Linked DNA regions of Mus musculus: region 2 is linked to region 1. The links are chromatin contacts, called in public Hi-C maps. All regions are on one chromosome and are shown on one strand. The core of a region is the stretch at or near the end of the contact, and the rest is flanking DNA. Distances in the headings are between cores, read along the strand shown.

Evidence for each region. Hi-C and Micro-C count contacts between places; a contact is called where the count stands out from the background.
Region 2: a Hi-C map of Th1 cells shows a contact between it and region 1, with 3 times the contacts expected there. The contact joins the promoter of Osbpl5 here to the enhancer-like site in region 1. A contact is called at or near these places in 2 of 39 promoter capture datasets (cancer-associated fibroblasts and embryonic stem cells), 13 of 15 datasets of contacts at CTCF or cohesin (CD8 T cells, the G1E-ER4 cell line, the NIH/3T3 cell line and 6 more), 329 of 484 Hi-C or Micro-C datasets (2-cell embryo, 2-cell-like embryonic stem cells, the 4T1 cell line and 166 more), 81 of 115 datasets of contacts at active chromatin or transcription factors (the 230-238 cell line, CD4 single positive thymocytes, CD8 T cells and 55 more) and 7 of 9 other capture datasets (adipose tissue, embryonic stem cells, embryonic tail and 4 more).

Annotation. Positions count from the first base shown.
Region 1 is chr7:143,704,297-143,709,831 of GRCm38.p6, reverse strand. It overlaps Osbpl5 (oxysterol binding protein-like 5), which reads left to right. Exons shown (of 22, transcript NM_001199227.1): 4 at 1-59; 5 at 192-293; 6 at 621-824; 7 at 2,402-2,486; 8 at 4,692-4,863; 9 at 5,130-5,322. Among named protein-coding and RNA genes, the nearest start is that of Tnfrsf23, 21 kb to the right of the region's middle. Within about 2 kb of position 2,876, at least 9 of the 459 cell types and tissues checked have an H3K27ac peak or open chromatin away from gene starts, as enhancers often do. A contact at or near this core is called in B cells, Th1 cells, bone marrow-derived macrophages and 4 more, where this site is marked.
Region 2 is chr7:143,737,077-143,743,026 of GRCm38.p6, reverse strand. Osbpl5 (oxysterol binding protein-like 5) reads left to right here and starts at 2,667. Exons shown (of 22, transcript NM_001199227.1): 1 at 2,667-2,757.

The DNA of each region.
Region 1 (5,535 bases), core at 1,627-4,126:
GATCTGACAAGGAATGTACCTCTCCAACGACCAGGGTCTCCAAGAAGGATGCTCTCAAGGTGGGCCTGGCCCAGGGTGACGACGGAGGGGATGCCCACACCCCCTATATCCTCCTTTCCCTGTGCCCTGCTGGCGATGGGGGAGCTGGGGCAGTCCATGCACTCCATGACCCACATATTCTCTGGTTGCAGGCACAGAAGGAGAACTATCGGCAGGAGAAGAAGCGGGCCACGAAGCAGCTGTTCAGTGCCCTGACTGACCCCAGTGTGGTCATCATGGCTGACAGCCTAAAGGTAAGCAGGTGCCACTCCCAGAGACTCCTATCGACTGGGGAATCCATGGCACTTGGGAGACAAGTCTAAGTGTTTGTCACTACACAGTTTGAGTGGACCCTGACTACTGTAACTAATGACCCCACCATAAAGCTGGCTTCTCATAGGTCTGCAGAGTCCCAAGTCAAGATGCTGTTGAGGACCTCACTAACTTCAGAGCTCTGGGATAGTTCTCCCAGTTCCAGGGGCCTCCAGTCCTTGTCTCTGCTCCTCATCCCCCCACCAAGCTGCACAGATGGCCCAGGGGGCAGCTCCCATGGGTGACCCTGACCATGAATCCTCCTGCAGATCCGAGGGACCCTGAAGAGCTGGACGAAGCTGTGGTGTGTACTGAAGCCAGGGGTGCTGCTCATTTACAAGACACCCAAGGTGGGCCAGTGGGTGGGCACGGTGCTGCTGCACTGCTGCGAGCTTATTGAGCGCCCCTCCAAGAAGGACGGCTTCTGCTTCAAACTCTTCCACCCGCTGGACCAGTCTGTGTGGGCTGTGAAGGTGAGCCGATCCACAGGGCATCCAGGTGGAGACTCGGGGACAACGGAGGCTTTGCCTGGGACTGCTGTCCCAAAATGGGACCCCTAGCAAGGGATCCCTGGAGGGGTGGCTATCCTCAGGCAGGCTGCTAGAAGTATGGATGAGGCACAATGAGCTATACATCAAACCCCTCATCCAGTGCTGTCTGGAGAGGAGGAAGGGACTGTCTCAGGTGTCATCCATCACCACCAGGACTGCCAGGCAGAACTGATCAGGATAGGGGTGGGTCCCCAGGAGAAATCTTGATTATATGTGGGTTTCAGAGAAACAACAAATTTTAGGGTTGTTCTGGATTTGGGATGGGGGTGAAAGACAGACTCACTATGTAGCTTTGGCAGGCCTAAAATGTATATAGACCAGGCTGGCCTCAAACTCATAGAGATCTACCTGCCTCTGCCTCCTGAGGCTGGGATTAAAGGAGTCTACTACCTTGCCCAGCTTGGGTTTTGTTGTTGGTGGTGGTGGTTTGTTGCTGTTGGTCTGGTTTTGGAGACAGGGTTTATCTTACTCTACGGCCCATCCTAACTCATGGCTCATTCTGAGGCTCAGACTTACCTACAACCTGTGGCAGCCTTCCTTCCTCATCCTTTCCGTTGCTGCAATTACAGGTATAAACCACCATGCCTGGCTGCTGCTGTTAGTTTTAAAATTAATATTCTCCCCCACTTTATAAACTATAGCTGAAAAAAACCCATTGTGGATTAAAAATACCCACTTCGCTGGGCAGTGGTGGCTCACACCTTTAATCCCAGCACTCGGGAGGCAGAGGCAGGCAGATTTCTGAATTCGAGGCCAGCCTGGTCTACAGAGTGAGTTCCAGGACACCCAGGGCTATACAGAGAAACCCTGTCTCGAAAAACCAAAACAAAAAAAACAAAAAAATACCCACTTCAAAAAATGAATTAACATGACCGACCTGGCACAGTGCGGCCTTCTTCAGCGCTCTGAGGATACTCGTATCACACAAGGTTGGGCAGCACTTGGGTTGGAGGCAGGAGGATCAGAGGTTCAAAACCATCTTCAGCTACATAGAAAGTTCCAGGCCAGCCTAGGCTGCAGAGTGAGCATAGCCCTGCCTCTAAACAAACTATCTGAAAAACCAAAAATGGGAAAAATAAAACTGTTTTATATGAACATTCTGACTGTTTACATTTATTCCAACCTGACCATGATAGGTCAGACCTTTAATCCTGGCACTCCAGAGGCAGAGGCAGGCAGATCTCTATGAGTTTAAGGTCTAGTCTAATCTACATGGCAAGTTACTGGCCAGCCATAACCATGCAGTAAGATCTTGTCTCAAAAACAAAACAAAAGGAAACACATTTATTCCAAGTAAGACAAATTTACTTACACTAAACTGCCCTTCACTGTCTCGCTGAAGTTAAAATTCAACTGTGAGTCCAGGATTCGCCTTAGGCGAATTATTAGCCATAATTGAGAAGCTAAGTGGAAGGAAAGGCTTCTGATTAGAAGGGATAAAGAGTGTACCACAGCCTTCCTGGCCCAGTGCCTGACCCTGCAGATCTCTGTCTCTCCAGGGCCCCAAAGGCGAGAGTGTGGGCTCCATCACTCAGCCCCTCCCTAGCAGCTACCTGATCTTCAGGGCCGCTTCTGAATCAGACGGTAAGTGCTACCTGTCCTGTTTCTCCCTCCCCAGGGTCCCCTAGAGTCAGACACAGACTGAGCCTACCTTACAGTGATACCCCTCTCTCAGCTAAGCCTCAGATTTCCCACAGATTAAGTGGGACTAGCCACACTTGTCAGCCCAATGCTATAGGAATCCCAGGGCTGTATGGAAGCAAGCAAGTGACAGTTGTGAATTTAATAGGTAAATTAAGTCACAGGCAGCCTAGAGGTATTCTGGCAAAAATAGGCTACAGATATTAATGTGGGCTTCCCCGAGTCCCAGATTCTCTGAACTAGGTAACAGAATCCAAGCAGCAGCCCCATTCTTAGAAGTCCTTCAAGTGACAGCTTCTAGCCAGGCTGTGGCTCCTTAACAAAGCCTCAGGACTGCACCCCCTGCTGGAAGTCCAAGGCCCTGACAACTAGGATCCAACTGTCCAGACTTGGAATCCTGCAGATAGCTTAACTGCTGGTGCTATGGTGCCTCCTGGTGGTCAAAAGTTGCATTCACACGCCCTCATACGTTGTTTTGACTGTTGTTCACTCATTCTGTCATTGAACCTGCTGGGCTCTAGGGTAAACAGGCAACCTATGCCCTCACAGAGCCTGCACACGTTGGGGGTCTGTGACCAGTAAGCCAGCCACCAGATGACAAGTCAGAGCTGAATCCCTGATTGTCAGGGGGCCACAGTCAAGGAAGAATGTTACCTGCATACCATGTATATCAGGATCGGCTTCCTGCAAGAAGAGGCAAAGAATTTCAAATGGTTCCCAAAGGCTGTGTAACATTCAGGATGTCAAGTCTTTTGTGGCAGCCACAAAATGCACATTTGGGCCCTAAGTCTAATTCTACAACCAGCTCTCATCCTGGGTTGCATAACCTCCAGAACCCACTCACTGTCCTTACAAATGTCCAGCCTCACAGGAGGTAGCACTGTGCTCAAACCAAGCCTACAGTAAGTCCAAGATCTCAAATATCCCTCAGCAAGAGGGGCAGCTCCAGGGTACCAGGTGGGTTCCCATGAATGTCCCAGTGTAGCCTCAGGGGCTCTCAAACAAAAGTCTCTGCAGCTTTAAGTTAGGGAAAGAAATCCACACTTCCCAAGGACACCCAGCATGCAAGCTTAGGAATCAAGAACTTCATCTTACCTTGAGCTGGGACCCTCACTCATGAGTCCTTTGGGCATGCATGGTATCATTTATAGATGACTCTGAGGCGTGGACGGAAGCGCTGCTGTTAGTGATCACACTGAGACATTGGTGTCACCTGCATGGGTCCCTCTCCCCCATAGCTCTTAACAGTGCCCTCCTATCACCCCGCCACACCCCTGAGAACAGTGGTATGACACAGGTCTAACCCAAGTTCTACACTCATGCACACACACTGTCACAAAGCAAGCAGAACCTCAGGGCCAAAGCAGAGGCCCTGCCCTGTCTGTCATCCCCTCCCCCACTATCCCTCAGCCCTAACTATCTCTTGCTACCTCTTGAAGTTACCTGGTCAGTGACTTTTCACTAGCACGTAAGACCCCTGCCCAGCCTCTGCCCTCCTGATGTCTATCCTACACTGTGTCAACCCCAAGGACATACACATGTGTATGCACATTCCCAGAGCTGTTGACTCACTCCAAGGCCTGGCAGGCCCAACAAGATATATCTCAAGTCTTCAGGGTCCTGATGTGAAATTGAGGTTTAAACAGAGGGCAGGAGGAGTACAGAGCTAAGAATCCTAGTCAGGGTGTGGTCCTGCCCATCACTGTCTCAGCGCCAATCTCTCCTGCAATCTCTGACACGTTCTCAGAACTCCGTGGGGTCTCTAAGAGACAAGCTCCCCTCTGTCTGTCCCCAGACTTCAGCCCTTCTCTCCCCCAGCGTGAGACTCCTGGGGCAATTCCAATGCCTTGGGGTCCACTGTTTCAATAGTCTAATGGCCAAAGGGAGGGCACACCTGTCTCTTTAGTACATATTCATTCCTGCCAGGATGGCTACATGCAAGGCTGGGGTCTGTGGAGGAGGCAGATCTTTAACTTGGCCCTAGTGAGGTGGAGTAAGGTGTGGGACTAGAAGTTTCATGACTAAAGGGCAGGGTTCCTTGGCTGGAGATTGGTTTTGGAAGGCTATTTCAGACAACAGGCAGATTAAGGTTCCTTGGTGGGGAAATAGAAGGGAAGCCACCCACCAGTCTCCCTCTGTGCCCCTTAGGCCGCTGCTGGCTAGATGCCCTGGAGCTGGCCCTTCGCTGCTCCAGCCTCCTGCGACTGAGCACGTGCAAGCAGGGTCGAGATGGGGAGCAGGGGTCCTCGCCTGATGCCTCTCCCTCTTCTCTCTACGGACTGCCCACCTCGGCCACCATCCCAGATCAAGACCTGTTCCCGTGAGTGAACGGGGTGAGAGGTGATCAGCATGGTGTCCCCTAAGCAGCAGGAGATGGGTCAGCTGGAGTGATGGACTTGTTCTTTCCGGTGGGAACCAGTCTTTGCATCCTTACTGATAAACAGGAGCAGTGGTGCAAATACAGGTCACGTAGTGTTAGGCAGTGTGCAACTTCCCTGCAGGAAAAGAGGCTGGGTACCCAGGTGGGTGTCCTAGGTCCTAGGTGTTGCCTGGAATTGGGGGCCCACTGGCATTTCTACTCTCCAGGCTGAATGGGTCTGCCTTGGAGAACGATGCATTCTCAGACAAGTCAGAACGAGAGAATGCAGAAGACTCGGATGCCGAGACCCAGGATCACAGCCGCAAGACCAACGAGAGTGGGAGCGACCTGCTAGACAGCCCTGGTGGGCCATGGAGGGGAACTACCTATGTGGAACAGGTCCAGGAGGAGCTGGGAGAGGTGAGAGCCCTGTTAACTCGGAGGGGAAACAGGACACGGCAAGGATCTGAGTGATGCCTGCTCAACTCTCCCCTGCCTGCCTAGCATGAGATGCAAGGGTGATGTGAGGGTCCAGCCCCAAACAAACAGCCTCCCTGGAGTGGAGTGTGGCCAGAGTGGACAGGCAGCTCAAGAATGATCCCCCCCCCCCCAGTCCTATACGTGCTGGGGACC
Region 2 (5,950 bases), core at 1,418-3,917, 33 kb before region 1:
AATCACCCTGGGGTCTACCTGTAGCCTCCATGTGCGCACATACAAATAAGCCCATTCTTTCTCTTCCCAGAATCTCTATCTAGTTCACTTCAGTCGAAATAAAGCCAAAATCCACATATCACCCAGGCAAGATAAGCCTTCCAGCCTCCTTGACCTCACCTCATGCCCTTCTTCCAACTTGGCCGCCCCGACCATCCAATGAATACCAAGGGTGTAGCCTCCTCACTCCTGGAACCTGCTGCTTCTGCTGTCTTGGCTGCCCTGACTTCTGGATGCCCCAAGCTCTCCCTCCCTGCACAGCTGGAGCCGGAACCTGCTCTCATTACTGCAACTTACATGTGAGGAAACAGAGGCATGGAGAGTTGCATAAACTTGCTCTAGGCTTTCCCAGGCCTTAGAACTCATCAGTGTGCCCCTGCCCACATGACCCCTGCACAGCCCCGCTCCAAGACTCTTTCCTCTGGTCTCCATCTTCCACCATGCACATGCTGCTCATTTGTCAAGGAAAAGGAGGTTCATTCAGAAGGTCAACTCGGCTTGGATATGGTTCAGTTGGTAGAGCATAGGCCTGAAATATAGAAGACCCTGGGTTCTATGCCACAGGAAACCAGATGTGGTGGCATATACCTGTAATCCCAGCACTTGGGAGGTAGGAGGCAGGAAGATCGGGAGTTCAAGCTCATCCTCCACTACATAGTGAATTTGAGGCCATGTGAGAGCCTGTCTAAAACAGAGCAGACAAAGACCTTGAAGGAACAAGGTTCTGCGTGACAGTGCTCTGCTCAGCAGCAGAAAGATTAGAGCCTGCCTTCATTCACAAGAATACCTTTTCCAGCCCTGCAAGGAGCAGGATGGAGACTTCAGGGAAGCCTAGCTGCAGCTATGCACCTGTACCTGAACCACACAGGTGGCACTTCCTCAGTCCCCACTTGACCATCTGGCACTGGGGCAATCTCGTTCAGACTGTGTTCCTCAGCCCACCCTTCCTGCTATCATGCACAAGCCTCCCCCATTTGGCCAGTAATCTGGCTCCTATAATCCATATTCAAACAGCAAGTGAAGGCAATTTTGCTGAGACCTTGCCCCAGGGGACAGGGACCTTGTTTTCTTCTTTGAGTCCCTCAAGGACTGGCTCTAGCAACTGCTGATTTACTGGGTTCTAGCAGCCACACCCAGCTTTTTGTTTGAGCTTGGGGCAGACCTAGCAGGCAGGCTGGTCTCCATCTGTGAAGCGGCCCACACTGCACACAGTCCTGCTGGAAGGGCAGAGCCACCCCTCAGACCTCAAGAAGGCAGTTTCACCATGGCCCTGAGCATCTTGTCTGAGCAGTTCTGCATCCGAAGGCCTCGCCAGGTGACTGGGGTTGGGTAGGGATGGTCCCATGATGAACTGAGAATGAGCCCGCCTAAGTTCCTTACCTGTGCACAAGATGCTGGTACTTGCCCACCAGGTGGAACCCCTAGCCTCTGTCTAACAGGGGAGGCATGGCTAAGGCTGAGTGGACAAGGGGTCTACAGAGACTGGAAGTTGTCTATTCCAGGTTTGCACGCCACAGCCCTACCCAGTGGCTTTTAGCAGCAGTGGTTTCCCATAGCCTGGAAGCACTTCTGCTGTCCAGCACCTACTAACAATGTGGGAATCAGCTGGGGCTCTGCCCACACTCACACCGGTATTCCTGGGGTAGAAGGTTCTGCTGGGAAAGCCTCTATACCTTTCTGTGTCCTACCTGATTCCAGCGGCTGGAGGAGGCAGGCTAAACTTCCTGCTTGGGTGGCTCTTGGGAACTCTACAGGAAGGACCCTTACACATACACACACACCCCAAAGAACCTCATGCTGAGGGTCTCAGCTGGAGAACTCTAAGATCAGCCTCTATATATGGGTGGTATCAAATTAGAAAAGTGTCTTCTAAATACAAGAGGATTGAGGAGTCTAGAAAGTTCTTGGAGAGTGGTAAAGGGTGGTAGACACATAGGAGGTCTTGGTTATCAGGATAATTAGTTTAAAAAGTATTATTATTTCTATTTGTGTGTGTGTGATGTCACATGGGTGTAGGTGCTAAGAGAGGTTGTCAGATCACCTGGAACTGGAGTTACAGGTGGCTGTGAGCAGCTTGACCTGGGTGCGGAGAATGGACCTGTGATCTTCTGGAAGATCAGCATATGCTCTTAACCTGAGTCATCTCTCCAGCCCCAAGAGTCAGAGTCTCAGCCAAGGCATCCTGAAAGAAGTGTAGTGGGAATCATGGATGGTGACCAAGGGGTCCCCTTGAGCCCCTGTGTAGGACAAGGACAGTGGGGTTTGGTTTTGGGAGAGAGAGGTCTTATGTTCTGGAAGGGGAAGGGCACCGCACCCAGGTATGCTTCTCAAATAGAAGACCCCTCCCAAGATTAGCGCTGCTTACCGCCACCCTCCCCTCCTTTGGCTATTTGTGGGGCGGTGTCCCCAGCCCTGGCGCGCAGGTGCCACCGACTTGTCTATACTTAAGGATTCCTATGCCCCCCAGCCTGCACCGGGGAGGAGGCTCAGGCTCCGGGCAAGGACTGGGTCCCCAGCGTGCCTCCCCAGCAGCCGATCCGCCCTTGGTCCACCCGGGGTTTTGCGTCTGCCGCGCTCTCCTCCCTCCTCCGCCCTCCGCTCCCTCGCTCCGCCTCGCCTGGATCAGCCCTCTGGTATTTCCTGCTGCTCAGCGACAGCTGAGCCCCTCGCGGGCCCAGGCGGCCCGGCCCGGCCCCAGCACTGAGTACAACCAGCACGGTAGGAGCTCCGCTGCTGGGAGGACCGGGAAGGATGGGGCTGGTGGAAGGCCGAGAAAGGCCAGGAGGGGATTCAGCGGGCCTGAGAGGCTTCAGGGCCACAGAGCCGGCGTGGGGGTCGGGGAGCCCTCAGGGGCTGGTCTGGGGGAGCCCCTGCATAGATCCGAGTAGACCCAAACAGCAGCTTGTATGGGAAACAGCGCCTGGCTGGGGAGTCCAAATGCCTGGGGACTTCTGGGTGGCGGGTGGGGCCCGCGTGTGGGTGCGGCATGTCCAGCCCCGTTTCCCACTTGGTGAGGCTAAAAGGAGTCAGGACTAGGCGAATGGGTGGGAGGGTCTGGCAGCCTCCGACCCAGGATATGGAGGGGTCTGTACCCCAGCCCAGCAATAGCAGGGAAGGGGTGTCTAAGAGGTCCTGTAAGATCTTGGGTCTGAGATCTCAGTTCCCTGGCTTGATTCTCAGGATGGTTCGTCAGGGTCCGCAGAGCAAGTGACTGCTGACCCATCTTGCCCTTGGACTCTGTCCACCCATGGCCTCTCATAGGACTTGGCCCTGAGAGAAAGGGAGGGAGCTTGGCATTGTCCAGATGACTTGAGCTGCACTTGCGGATTTCTACGACTGGGGTGGGTAGGACTTGAGCCCCTCCCAGCCACAGGTCCAGCTGGCTTTGCCTCCCACTTCAGATATCCTGGCTTTTTAGGTCCAAGTCCCTGATCCCAGTTGTGAGTGGCTCCTGGGGTTGTGGGTAGACACCCCCAATTAGGGCCAAGGGGGGCTTTTTCACCCCTCACCCAACCTGAGCCAGGCTGGGCTTGGCTTACTAGAACCACTGATTTGAATTTCTTGTCTTTTGCTCTCTGTTTCTCCCTGGGACTTGTCACCCACTTGTCTGTACTTAAAGGTTCCTATATGTATCAACCTTTGGCTCCAGCCTCTGCTACACACCTCTGTCTGGTCACAGGAGCAGAAGTGGTGGTGTCAGGGCCTAGAGAAGTGGGAAAGACCCTTGGATGGGGTGGATATTGCACTTTTGAGTTTGTTTTCCATGTCCCCATCATCCGTCTGCCTGTCCGTCCGTCTGTCTGTCATTTCCCCCTCTCCCTTGCGATAACAGCCAAGTGGCTGACTTTCCTTACTACATTTCTGCCCCAATATCTTTGCTCAAGCAGCAGCATGGATGGAGGTGGGGGTGCTTGCTGAGATTTCGAACTTGGTGGGGTTCCAGAGGAGCGCAGAGAGCTTTGCAGGTGTCAGACAAATCAGGGTGATCTGGGTGGCAAGTGGTGACATCTGGCTGTCCCTTTCAGGCTCCTGACTGCAGATCTATTGTCTGCCTGCACGTGTATGGGGCAGCGGAGTGGAGCCTTTTAACAAACACAAGGCCTGGGTGCCAAGGAACCAAGTGTTTGCCTCTGTCTGGTTTGCTTTCGCCAGGCGGTGTTTAGAGAAGGGTGAAGCATCTGGGTGAGGCTACTCCCCCACAGTGCTGTGCCTTGTCTCAGGGAGACGGCTGTGCTGAGGCCCAACCTGAGCAGCAGCAAATCCTGGATGTCAGAGGGGTTCTCCTGCCCAGCCAAGGGGTGTGAGTCCTTCCAAGCCTGGCTCTGGGCTCTCTGCCAATACCTAAGGCATCTCTTCCCCCACACCCTGATTGTGTCTGCCATGCTGAAGATATCCAGGGTCAGTTTCCCTTGTCACCCAGGCTTCTTCCAAGAAGCACTCTCAGTACAGTAGAGATCCGGCATGGCACAAGGGGGTGGGGGAGAGACAGAAATGGCACATGCTGGGGAGTATTGTGTCTAGAATTATGTATTGTGTCTGTACTGGGGCCTTGAGCCATCTGTGGTTCACAGCCACATACAAGTAGACACACGCCACTCCTGGCACACCGGTACTGAGCTTGCTCAAGGTAGTAGGGGTGTGTCCCACCTTCATCCCCATTTATTGTTCAAGAAAAGGGTGGGTCAGAGCGTGGGGCTGCTTCTTGGAAACATGTGGGTCTGGGAGCTTGAATTCTGACTCTGAGATACAAATGACCTCAAGCACGGGGGCCTATTGAGTTCAAACGCCTCCCTGGAGGCACTGCAGGCTGTTTGCAGGGCTGTATGCAGCCCAGGTGAGCATCTTCAGTGTTGGGTGGGGCAGGGCAGTGAAGCTGGCCTTTCCACAGGCTGCCCACTAAAAGCCATACTGCCTGTCCTGGGATGATGTCCTGTTGCTATTGAAGGCTGTCCTGTAGGAAAACTACTGTTCTCTGTGAATCCTCATGTGACTTACTGAGCCTTAGCTCAAAGATAAAGAATTCACAACCTGCCCAGATCCCTAAGGGTTTACTGATCACTCATTAGAAAAATATGCATAGATAAGGAATTTTGCAGTGGGGTCAAGGACCCTTGGATTTGGATTTGGGATCCCATTGGGAATGTCTTTGCATTGCAGTTTCCAAGCGTGGGCTCAGGAGCATGCACACATGGGAAGCGGGTTGCCTTGTTCTGCCATCTCAGCTGAGGGGACTGGCACCAGTCATGGCATCAGGAAAAGGCTTGGGATGCCATTAGGGCAAAACAGAGGCTCCAGCTTGGAGTTCTTTGTCCACAGATCTAGCTGGGGAATCTTCATACCTCATAAAGAAGGAAGGATAAGAGGCAGATGTGCAGACGACTGGCCCACAGTGGGATCCTTATGAGGGTGATGATAGGCCTGTGGGATGGGAGGGGCCTAAAAACCATTGAGAAAAGGTGGGGAGCCACCTAGTCAGACCCCTAGGGTCACCCTGGTCAATGTAGCCTTACTAAGGTTATCCAGGTCATTGAGACATAAGAGAAAGCCTTTATAGGTCAAGGCAGGAGCCTGGCTGACCAGTGTAGATTGACCAGTATGGAAGAACCTAGAATATACAATGGCCTTTGATCAAGGCTCAGAGTCACTCAGGCTCTAAGCTCAAGCTTCACATGACTTTCCCAGCTCCCCACCCGCCCAGCTCCTGCATAGGACATCAGTGTTCCCCACCTCACTAGCCCTCCCTTCCTATCACACCTACCTAGTCCTCCAGCCATCAGATAGTGAGCAGCCTCTACACACCTGGACTTAGGGACAGAGCACTTATTCCAAGTCTGTGATGCTCTGGCTTCTATTCCCAGCACAGCCAAGGTGCAAAGGAGTGTGTGTGTGTGTGTGTGTGTGTGTGTGTATA